2 separate regions of the Mus musculus genome follow, and region 2 is linked to region 1. A link is a contact called in public HiChIP or PLAC-seq data. All regions are on one chromosome and are shown on one strand. The core of a region is the stretch at or near the end of the contact, and the rest is flanking DNA. Distances in the headings are between cores, read along the strand shown. Region 1 overlaps Fzd3 (frizzled class receptor 3). Region 2 overlaps Gm36924 (a long non-coding RNA gene).

Region 1 (4,142 bases), core at 1,515-4,014:
GGGAAGAGGAAGAAGTTTGGAGGTCCGGTAATTCAAGCTCAAGTTTCATTACTTATAATCAGGGTAGCTGGGAAAGTGTCTTACACAACCATTGTTAGATTATATTGGTTACAAAGATCAAACAAAATATGAAAATTACTTTTTTAAGTAGCAGTGCCAATCCTTGCCCAGATCCAATTTGAAGCATCATAGACATTTATACATGGCTTTTACTTTAACAGTTCAGAAGCCATTCAGCACATTCGTAGTTCCTTGACCATATCAAGTCATGGTAAACACCACATTTGCCTGGAAGGCTCTGCCAATATCTGGGTGATATCTTACTTTTTTTTTCAAGGCCTGGCTTGGGTCTGATTTTGATTTCCTTGTGGAACCTAGGAAGACCAAAGTTTGTGCCCTTACCTCCATACTTAGCAGTGTGCTTTGTTTACTCCTGGTGTGTGTGGTTTTGTTGTTGTTGTTACAATATTTATTTTTTGTTCCACTCCTGGAATTTGTCCTTACCTTTGTATTCCTAGGACTTAACCCAGAGCCTCACATACAGTATTTACAAATAAGTAAATGTTTGAATTAAACTGTAAGTTCCTTAGGATTGATAATTATGTCTCATTGCTATACCTAAATCTTGCTTTCCTGGGGTTGAAAATAGTTTGGTGGGATAGTGATACTGATCACAGTTCCAAAGTTACCACTGCCAATGAACACTAGTGTGATACTTCTCTGTCTGTCTGTCTGTCTGTCTTTTCTTTTTTTGGTTGTTGTTGAAAGTGATTGGAAGCTTTCAATGTATGTGTTTGCATTTTATAAATAATGTAACTAATAAAAGATTGAAGCAACATAGCTTTCCTTTCTCTAAGATCTTGTTTTGCTTCTGCTTAAGTGTACCTCTGCTTGTCCAAATCCTGTTGTTCTTGACCTGTTCTTAAGATGAAGGAAAAAGTACACAGAGTGTGTGGCTTAACCAAAACATCTGTGACCCTGTGCTGGTTAGTTCTGTCAATGTGATGCAAGCTATAGTCATCTGAGTGGAGAGAGCCTCGATTGAGAAAATGCTGGCCTGCAGGTGTGCCTGTAGAACATTTTCTTAATTAGTGATTGATGGGGGAGGGCCCAGCCCATTGTGGATGGTGCCACCCCTGGCTGTCTATAAAAAGCAGGCTGACCAAGCCATAGCAAATAAGCCAATAAGCAGTACTCCTCCATGGCCTCTATCTCAGGTCCTGTGTCCAGGTTCCTGCCCTGTTTGGGCTCCTGTCCTGACTTCCTCCAATGAACAGTGATGAGGATGGAGGCTTAAGCCAAATAACCCTTTCTTTCCCAAGTTGCTTTGGCCATGGTGTTTGATCACAGCAATAGTAACCCTAACTAGGGCAGGCTAATATAAGAACCTTCTAAATTAAAAAGCAGAAAACTCGTACATACAGATAGTGGAGAATTATTTGCAGTTATTTCTGGTTTTGGGAACAAAAATAACAGCTTTTGAAATTTTGAATGTACCCCAATGAAACAATACCGATCCATATTTGTGGATAGGCTTTTTAAGGAAGAAAAATTCTTTTCTTTAAGCTCATATATTTAACTGCTAGAATACACCATATTTACTTTTTTTTTTTTAGGTTAAATATTTTTTTTTTTTTTTGAGACGGAGTTTCTCTGGCTGACCTAGAGCAAGATCTATAGAGCAGGCTGGCCTCAAACTCAGAGATCTACTTGCTTCTACCTCCAGAGTGCTAGGATTATAGGTTAATGTTTATGGGAAGATATTTTTTCTAAGCAAACAGTGTAGTGAAATGACCCATTTTATTATCTGTATTTAATTTTGCAGTGCTGGATAGCAAACCTAAGGCCTTGTGTATGGACTTACATCCCCTTCCCTAACAGATACGGCTTTAGAAGCCAGTTTTGTGACTAGGGTAAACCAAACAGAATTAAGAAGCTTCTAAATTAAAACACACACACACACATGCACACAGAGTATTGTTCGCAGTTGTTTCTGATTTTAGGAATAAAAATAACAGCTTTTAGAAATTCTGAATTGGTTTTCTTATGACAAATTACATTAAAGGAATCTTTTGAAATTCTTGCTTTAAATCAGATTATTAAGTAGAGTAGGATTTGCCCTATAAAGTATTATTTTTTAAGTATGTCATAATCCAGAACTATCTACAATAGAGAAATGTTAAAGAAGTTTACTAACCAAAGAAGAGTCTTACGTACTGTTTTAAGAGCTCTACTTTGACGTATGAAAGTGAATAGATTCCTGTGATAATAGATTATTCAATTTCCCAAGCTATTATCAATGAGTAGACTACCATGATACATTTTTGAAAATTAAGGTTTGAAAAAGAAAAACAGTTACTGAATTAAAGGTGGTTTTGTTTTTGTTTTTAACTAGAGCTTTTTGGCTTAGTTTATTTTGTAGAGACAGAAAACAATTCTTAAAAGTTTGCACGTGACGTCATCAGAAGCTTTATTGTTCCAGAAAGGGAGACTGGATTTGGGGTTTTGTTTTGTTTTGCTTTGCTTTGATATTTTGAGTCTCATAATTTTACTTACATAAATATTTTCATAAGTTGTTTGGAATAACTTCTTATTCCAACTGGATCTAAAGTAGCTATGAATAGGAGTTTTAGATTTTCAAGGCTGTTCCACATTGGTTCACACTTAGTGAGTTTAGTCATGCTGTTCCCAAACCTAGTGTGGCACAGTTTCTATAGTTACCAGGCCCTTTGTGCAGTGACAAAGGTTGGAATTCTGATTCTCCTGAGTCAGATTTTGGCCTTTGACACTGTCCCCTTTTCACACCCTTGCTAAGCTTGGACTGTGGCTATGCTTGAAGGTTTGTCAGTTAGCAGGTTGCTATGGTAACGAATGGAAATTTGAGAGTTGAAAGAATGGGAGCACAAAGGCTTGGTTGATTTGAATTTAAACAAAGAATGCAAGGTTCCATGCAGTGCACCTTTGTTGTAGAAATCAGAAATCTAGTTTTTAGAAAGTTACTTTCCAGTTTGTAAACTTCCTATACTCGGGTCTTGATTTAGGGAATAAAAACATCCCTGCTTAGAGAAACACTCAGGAAGAATCATTTAGAATTCAATCAGCCATGTTCCTTTCTCTTTCATAGACTGTGAGTACTGTTCCTTATGTTATAGATAGATAGAGATAGATAGATAGATAGATATGTTATAGATAGATAGAGATAGATAGATAGATAGATAGATAGATAGATGGATGGATGGATGAATGGATGGATGTTCTCAACCTAAGTGTCAAGGCCACATCATTTAATTTTATTTTGCTGTGATAAGAAATTGTTAAGACCAAGTTGATTTACTTAGTTTTTCATAATAGCTTTATTGGGTTATACCATATATAGTAAACTCCACTTATGTAAAGTGTTCCCTTTGATGAGTTTTTAACAGCTCCTGTATTACCATTATCAAAGTATAGAACTTTTCTATCACATCAGAAGCTGCCTTATATCCTTCGTAGTCCACATTCTCTGCTCATGCTTTCAGCTTTCACAGGTGTGTTCTCTGTCCTTATGGATTGGTGCACGTGCTAGTGTTGTATAGGCATGGACTCATACATGATTTGCTTTTTTAGATGTTATTTTTAGTTATATGTATGTGTGTTTCTGAGTGTGGGTTTATGCAGATGAGTACAGTGCCCATGGAGGCAAGAAATGGTTATCAGCTCTCCAGGTAGTTGGTTGGCAGCTGCCTGATGTGGGTGAGGGAAGATGAACTTTGTGCTCTTACCTGCTGAGCCATTGGCTCAAGCCCACAGTATCTACCTTTTTATATCTGGTTTCTGTCTCCTATCATCATGATTTTGGGGTTACCTACTTTGTTTGACATTTTGAAAAAAACTCCACTTGAGTTTCCCCATTTGACAGTTGAGAACAGGGAACAAAGTCACCCTGCTATAGCCCTACTATACGTGAAATTATTTCCTATTTTATTTATAAGTATTATTTATTAGTTGTTCTAATTGTATTAAGACCGTTTTATAAAAGGGCAAACTAAAACAGAAGTTAAGTGAAACAAATTGGATAAGTTCAAGGGATCTGTGTAAAAATGTCAAAGTTTGCCTGATGCTTAGATTTGTGTTTATAATTGTATGACCTTGGACAAGTTAGC
Region 2 (4,402 bases), core at 517-3,016, 610 kb after region 1:
TCTAGGCACTCTCCATGGGAAACTAAAGGCACGCTTGTTTTCAGCCCTATATTTTAGTCACTATGTAGGGTTTGTATTTGTCCCATGGTCTTCCACATTCTTCAATATAACTTAGGGCTCCCCAGTATCTTGGGGGAGGGGAGGGTTCTCCTACATTGTGAAACATTTGGCACTGAACTTGTAACACAACCACCATGAAAAGGAGACCCTCACTCATTCTGGTAGAGGTAGATGCTTGTGTAACTCTTTTAGAGAGAATCCTATATTTACTCTCCAGAGGAGTCTTACACTTGTTTATTAGTTTCAATCTGGTAATTCCACTTCTCAGAGACTTATCTTAAAGAAACAATGAGAATGGCAGCAAGATGCTCCACTGGCAAAGGCCTGGCCAAACTGAGTTTGATCCCAGAAACCCATGTGAAGGTGTGACGAGCTAACTGCATAAATTTATCCTCCCTCTTACATCTTACACACACACACACACACACACACACACACACACATGACCACGTGTGGGCTATGGTAAGCCCGCCTTCCATTTTCTTGGATTTATCCCAGTTCCCTCCCTTCACTCTTGTGAATGCTATCAACTTCCTTATTAGAACAGAAACTGGATATGATGACCGTAATAGGCACCGATGGGACGGGACGGTGGAGGCTGGGGTGGGACTGGGGCTTAGGCTGGCAAGGTGCATGGTTCAGGCTGCTATGTTCCAAGGCTGGAGGCCATCCTGGGGACAGCCTGGATAGTAAGCACTGACAGCCAAGGACGGACTGATCAAAGATGGCTGGCTGGTTGGAGGCGAAGACCAGAATAGAAACTAAAGCAGCAGTCAAGGTGCCAGGAGGTCAAGGCGAGTCTGAAACTGGTTCTCCTTCCAGGATGTTATCAGTAAACCATAAACCAGATTAGGAACCCAGGAAGTCAGGAAGGTGAGTGAGTCAAGGTGTGTTTGTGACCTGATTTGAAGACAGGCTTGTTTGCCTTTCTGAATCCTTCAGGGCAGGAACTGGGGTCATGGGCTATCCCAGGCACACAGAGAGCAGCTGGAGGAACAACTGTGGAGGACTACGTGGCTGTGGGTGGGTCCTGGGTATGAGGGACGGGAAGCCCTGGCAGTGCCACTGAGAGGACTATTTGGCTAGACTCACTGCAGGGAGCTTTTAAATAAATCCCAGAGTTCAGCCACACCCCAGGCCAATTATATTGGAATGTCTGGGGGTGGGGCTCAGAGTCAGTTGTTAATGTTTCCTTGGTGATTTAAATGTTCAGCGGGAGAACCTGGTGGGATCTCAGATCTGCTCCTTACAGAGGGTGCAGGTGGGGGATCAAGTGACCAGCCAGTAATTACGAAACAAACTTTTTTTTTTTAAGTGTCTAAAGAAATACTTAAGCCATTGTAAATATATGGGAGTATTTCTATTCTTTTATTTTATTGGGTCAGAAGTCTTACCATGTAGCTCTGGCTGGTCTGGAAGGAAGTCGTCCAGGCTAATCCAGGCTGGCCTCAACTCACAGAAGTCCTCCTGGCTCAGCCTCCCAAGTGTTGGGATTGATTACAAGGGTGCACCAATATGTTTGGTTACTGGCACAGGGGATGGAACAGAGGACTTTGTACATACCAGGCAGGCATTCTATCAATTGAGCCTGACCTGGTTCCAGATGGTTTTGATCAGAGATTTCTAAAGGCATAGTGATACTGTGGGAAGTGACTGGCCCCTGACATACAGGTCAGTCTCCTTCAGCACACATTTACTAACACTTGCAGTTAGGATCCACCTCAGTGAACACTGTCCTTCGTCAATGCTGCCAAAGGCACTATGAGGCCAGCAGTCGACAGCCTAGCTTTGCAGGTGCAGAGTCTAAGGGGAAATGGCTTCCCAAGGTTACAGACGAGCACAGAGTCGGGTGTGACTCCAGGATTTCTGACACAAACTGCCCTTTCTAGCTCTTTGCTGACTTGACTGCCCTCCACTGAACGACTGGGCTCTGATTATGCAGAGAGACACAAAGAGATCTAGTCCATTCTCCCCCTTGAGAGATGGACAGGGCTGGTGAGATGGCTCAGCAGTTAGGAGCACTGACTGCTCTTCCAAAGGTCCTGAGTTCAAATCCCAGCAACCACATGGTGGCTCACAACCATCCGTAATGAGATCTGATGCCCTCTTCTGGAGTGTCTGAAGACAGCTACAGTGTACTTACATATAATAAATAAATAAATAAATAAATATTAGAAAACATACCTTTAAAAAAAAAAGAGATGGACAGTTGTCTCCATATTCAAACACAATGAAGTTGGGTATGAAGGCTCATACCTGGAGTCACAGCATTCAGGAGGATTGTCACAAGTTAGAGCCCAGAGTAGGATTGTGGGGGTGGGAAAACCTGATAAGCTCAGTTGGTAAGACACTTCCCTAGCATGCCTGAAACCCTGGATCTGGTTCCCAGAGTGTGCAGTCATAGCCGATGATAGGCTCTCTGTTGGAGAGGTGGAGGTCAGAAGGTCAGAAATTCAAGGCCATCCTTGGGCACACAGCTAGTTTGAGGCCAGCCTGAACTACTGAGACCCTGCTTTAAATACATCACCACCGGGCTGGAGAGATGGCTCAGCAGTTAAGAGCACTGACCGCTCTTCCAGAGGTCCTGAGTTCAATTCCCAGTGACCACATGGTGGCTCACAACCCTCTATAATGGGGTCCGATGCACTCTTCTGATGTGTCTGAAGACAGCTACAGTGTACGCATATAAATAAATAAATCTTTTAAAAAAATACATCACCACCAAAACAAATCCCCAAAACCCTGGTGGCTCATGCCTTTAATCTCAGCACTCAGGAGACAGAGACAGAGGATCTCAATAAATTTGAGGCCAGACTCCAGAGTGAGTTCCAAGACAGCCAAGGCTACACAGAGAAATCCTATCCAGAAAAACCAAAAAGGTAAAAAAGAAAAAGAAAATGAAAGAAAAAGAGAGAGAGAGAGAGAGAGAGAGAAAGAGAGAAACCCTAAGGTTAATGAATGCCGAGAGAAAGTTTCACCTGTGCTCATGGACACACCTTGTCTTCCTCTCTGCTCTTCACCTGGAATGCTGCCCTTGTGCCTTCCTGCCTCACCTGAGGGCAGAAGAGAATGGAAAATGTTCACATGGCTGGGTTCTCAACTGACACCGGCCTCGGAAGTAATTTTCCTTCCCAAACTGGGATTTGTTTCCGTCCCTCTGTGTTTTACACCATCTTGAATGTCTGAAGTCTCCGTGACTCATGCTATAATATCTGCCACATTCTTTTTAGACACAGGGCATTTCTGCAATGTCACTTATTACCCCTCCCCCACCCCCACCCTCCCCTCCGTCCTTCCTTCCTTCTTTCACTCTCTCTGTCTCTCTCTTCTCTCTAATAATGTTTTAGCTAGCCCAGGCTAGCCTTGAACTCACTATGTAACCATAGATGGCCCTGAACTTCTGATCCTCCAGCTTTACGTTAGGATACAGGTGTGACCCACCAAACTCAGTTTATGGAGTGCTGCAGATTGGACCCAGGGCCTCTTTTCTGCTAGGTGAGCCCCCTACCGACTGAGTCACATTCCAGCCCCTCTTACCTTCCTGATTTTTCCTGGATCTTTATAACTGGAGATGACAAAAATCTATGGAGTCAAAGACTATTTCCGTTTGGGAAACAAGCTATTTCCAGCAATCTTTCAAATTAAATGGAGGGTCCAAAGTGTCTCTTATCAGTGCTGGTCTAGTTAAGAGCTATATCAGAGCTATAATAGTTGCCTGGGAGGGGGGTGGTCACCCTAGTAAGGACTTGGGACTGGGGGCTGTAGGAGGTAGTAGGTCTGATCCTAGGCAGGCTAGGCCAGTAGGGGTTCAGGCAGATAGGACCAATTAAAAGGGCAAGGAAGGCCTCAAGGGAAGTGTTTGTAGATTCCTGTTTATTCACTTTCCTTAATTCTAACAAATTACCTGAAGCTGGGTCCTTTACAAAGAAAAAAGGTTTGTCTAGCTTACTGCTTTATAGGCTGAAAGACTAAGATGGCACGGTGCCCTCATTTCAGCTTCCTTGGCTGTGTTGTTTGGTATCAGCATGAGCAGGACACTTAGAGGGTGAAGTGGGAACCAGAATGCCACCTAGACTTTCCAGCTCGCTCCATCAACAATCAATCCCGTCACAGGATGAAGTCCCAGTGAGCTACTCACCTTCCACAAGGACCCAGCTCTCTTCCTCCCTCCCTCCCTCCCTCCCTCCCTCCCTCCCTCCCTCCCTCTCTCTTTCCCTCCCTCCCTCTCTCTCTCCCTCCATTCCTCCCTCTCTCCATCCCCCCCTTCATCCCTTTCTTTCTAGAGATTTTTGGGTTTGGGTTTCTTTCTAAAGATTTACTTATTTCAGTTTTACGTTTTGTT

Evidence for each region. HiChIP or PLAC-seq counts read pairs in DNA pulled down with a chosen protein or histone mark.
Region 2: a contact with region 1 is called in an H3K27ac HiChIP or PLAC-seq map of embryonic stem cells, with 2.2 times the contacts expected there. The contact joins two enhancer-like sites. A contact is called at or near these places in 7 of 484 Hi-C or Micro-C datasets (embryonic stem cells and pro-B cells), 1 of 115 datasets of contacts at active chromatin or transcription factors (embryonic stem cells) and 1 of 9 other capture datasets (embryonic tail).

Annotation. Positions count from the first base shown.
Region 1 is chr14:65,244,268-65,248,409 of GRCm38.p6, reverse strand. The region is part of intron 2 of Fzd3 (frizzled class receptor 3); the gene reads left to right. Among named protein-coding and RNA genes, the nearest start is that of Fzd3, 16 kb to the left of the region's middle. Within about 2 kb of position 2,764, at least 53 of the 459 cell types and tissues checked have an H3K27ac peak or open chromatin away from gene starts, as enhancers often do. A contact at or near this core is called in embryonic stem cells, where this site is marked.
Region 2 is chr14:64,629,790-64,634,191 of GRCm38.p6, reverse strand. Gm36924 (a long non-coding RNA gene) reads right to left here. Exons shown (of 3, transcript XR_383509.2): 2 at 3,057-3,113. Among named protein-coding and RNA genes, the nearest start is that of Gm36924, 7.4 kb to the right of the region's middle. Within about 2 kb of position 1,766, at least 60 of the 459 cell types and tissues checked have an H3K27ac peak or open chromatin away from gene starts, as enhancers often do. A contact at or near this core is called in embryonic stem cells, where this site is marked.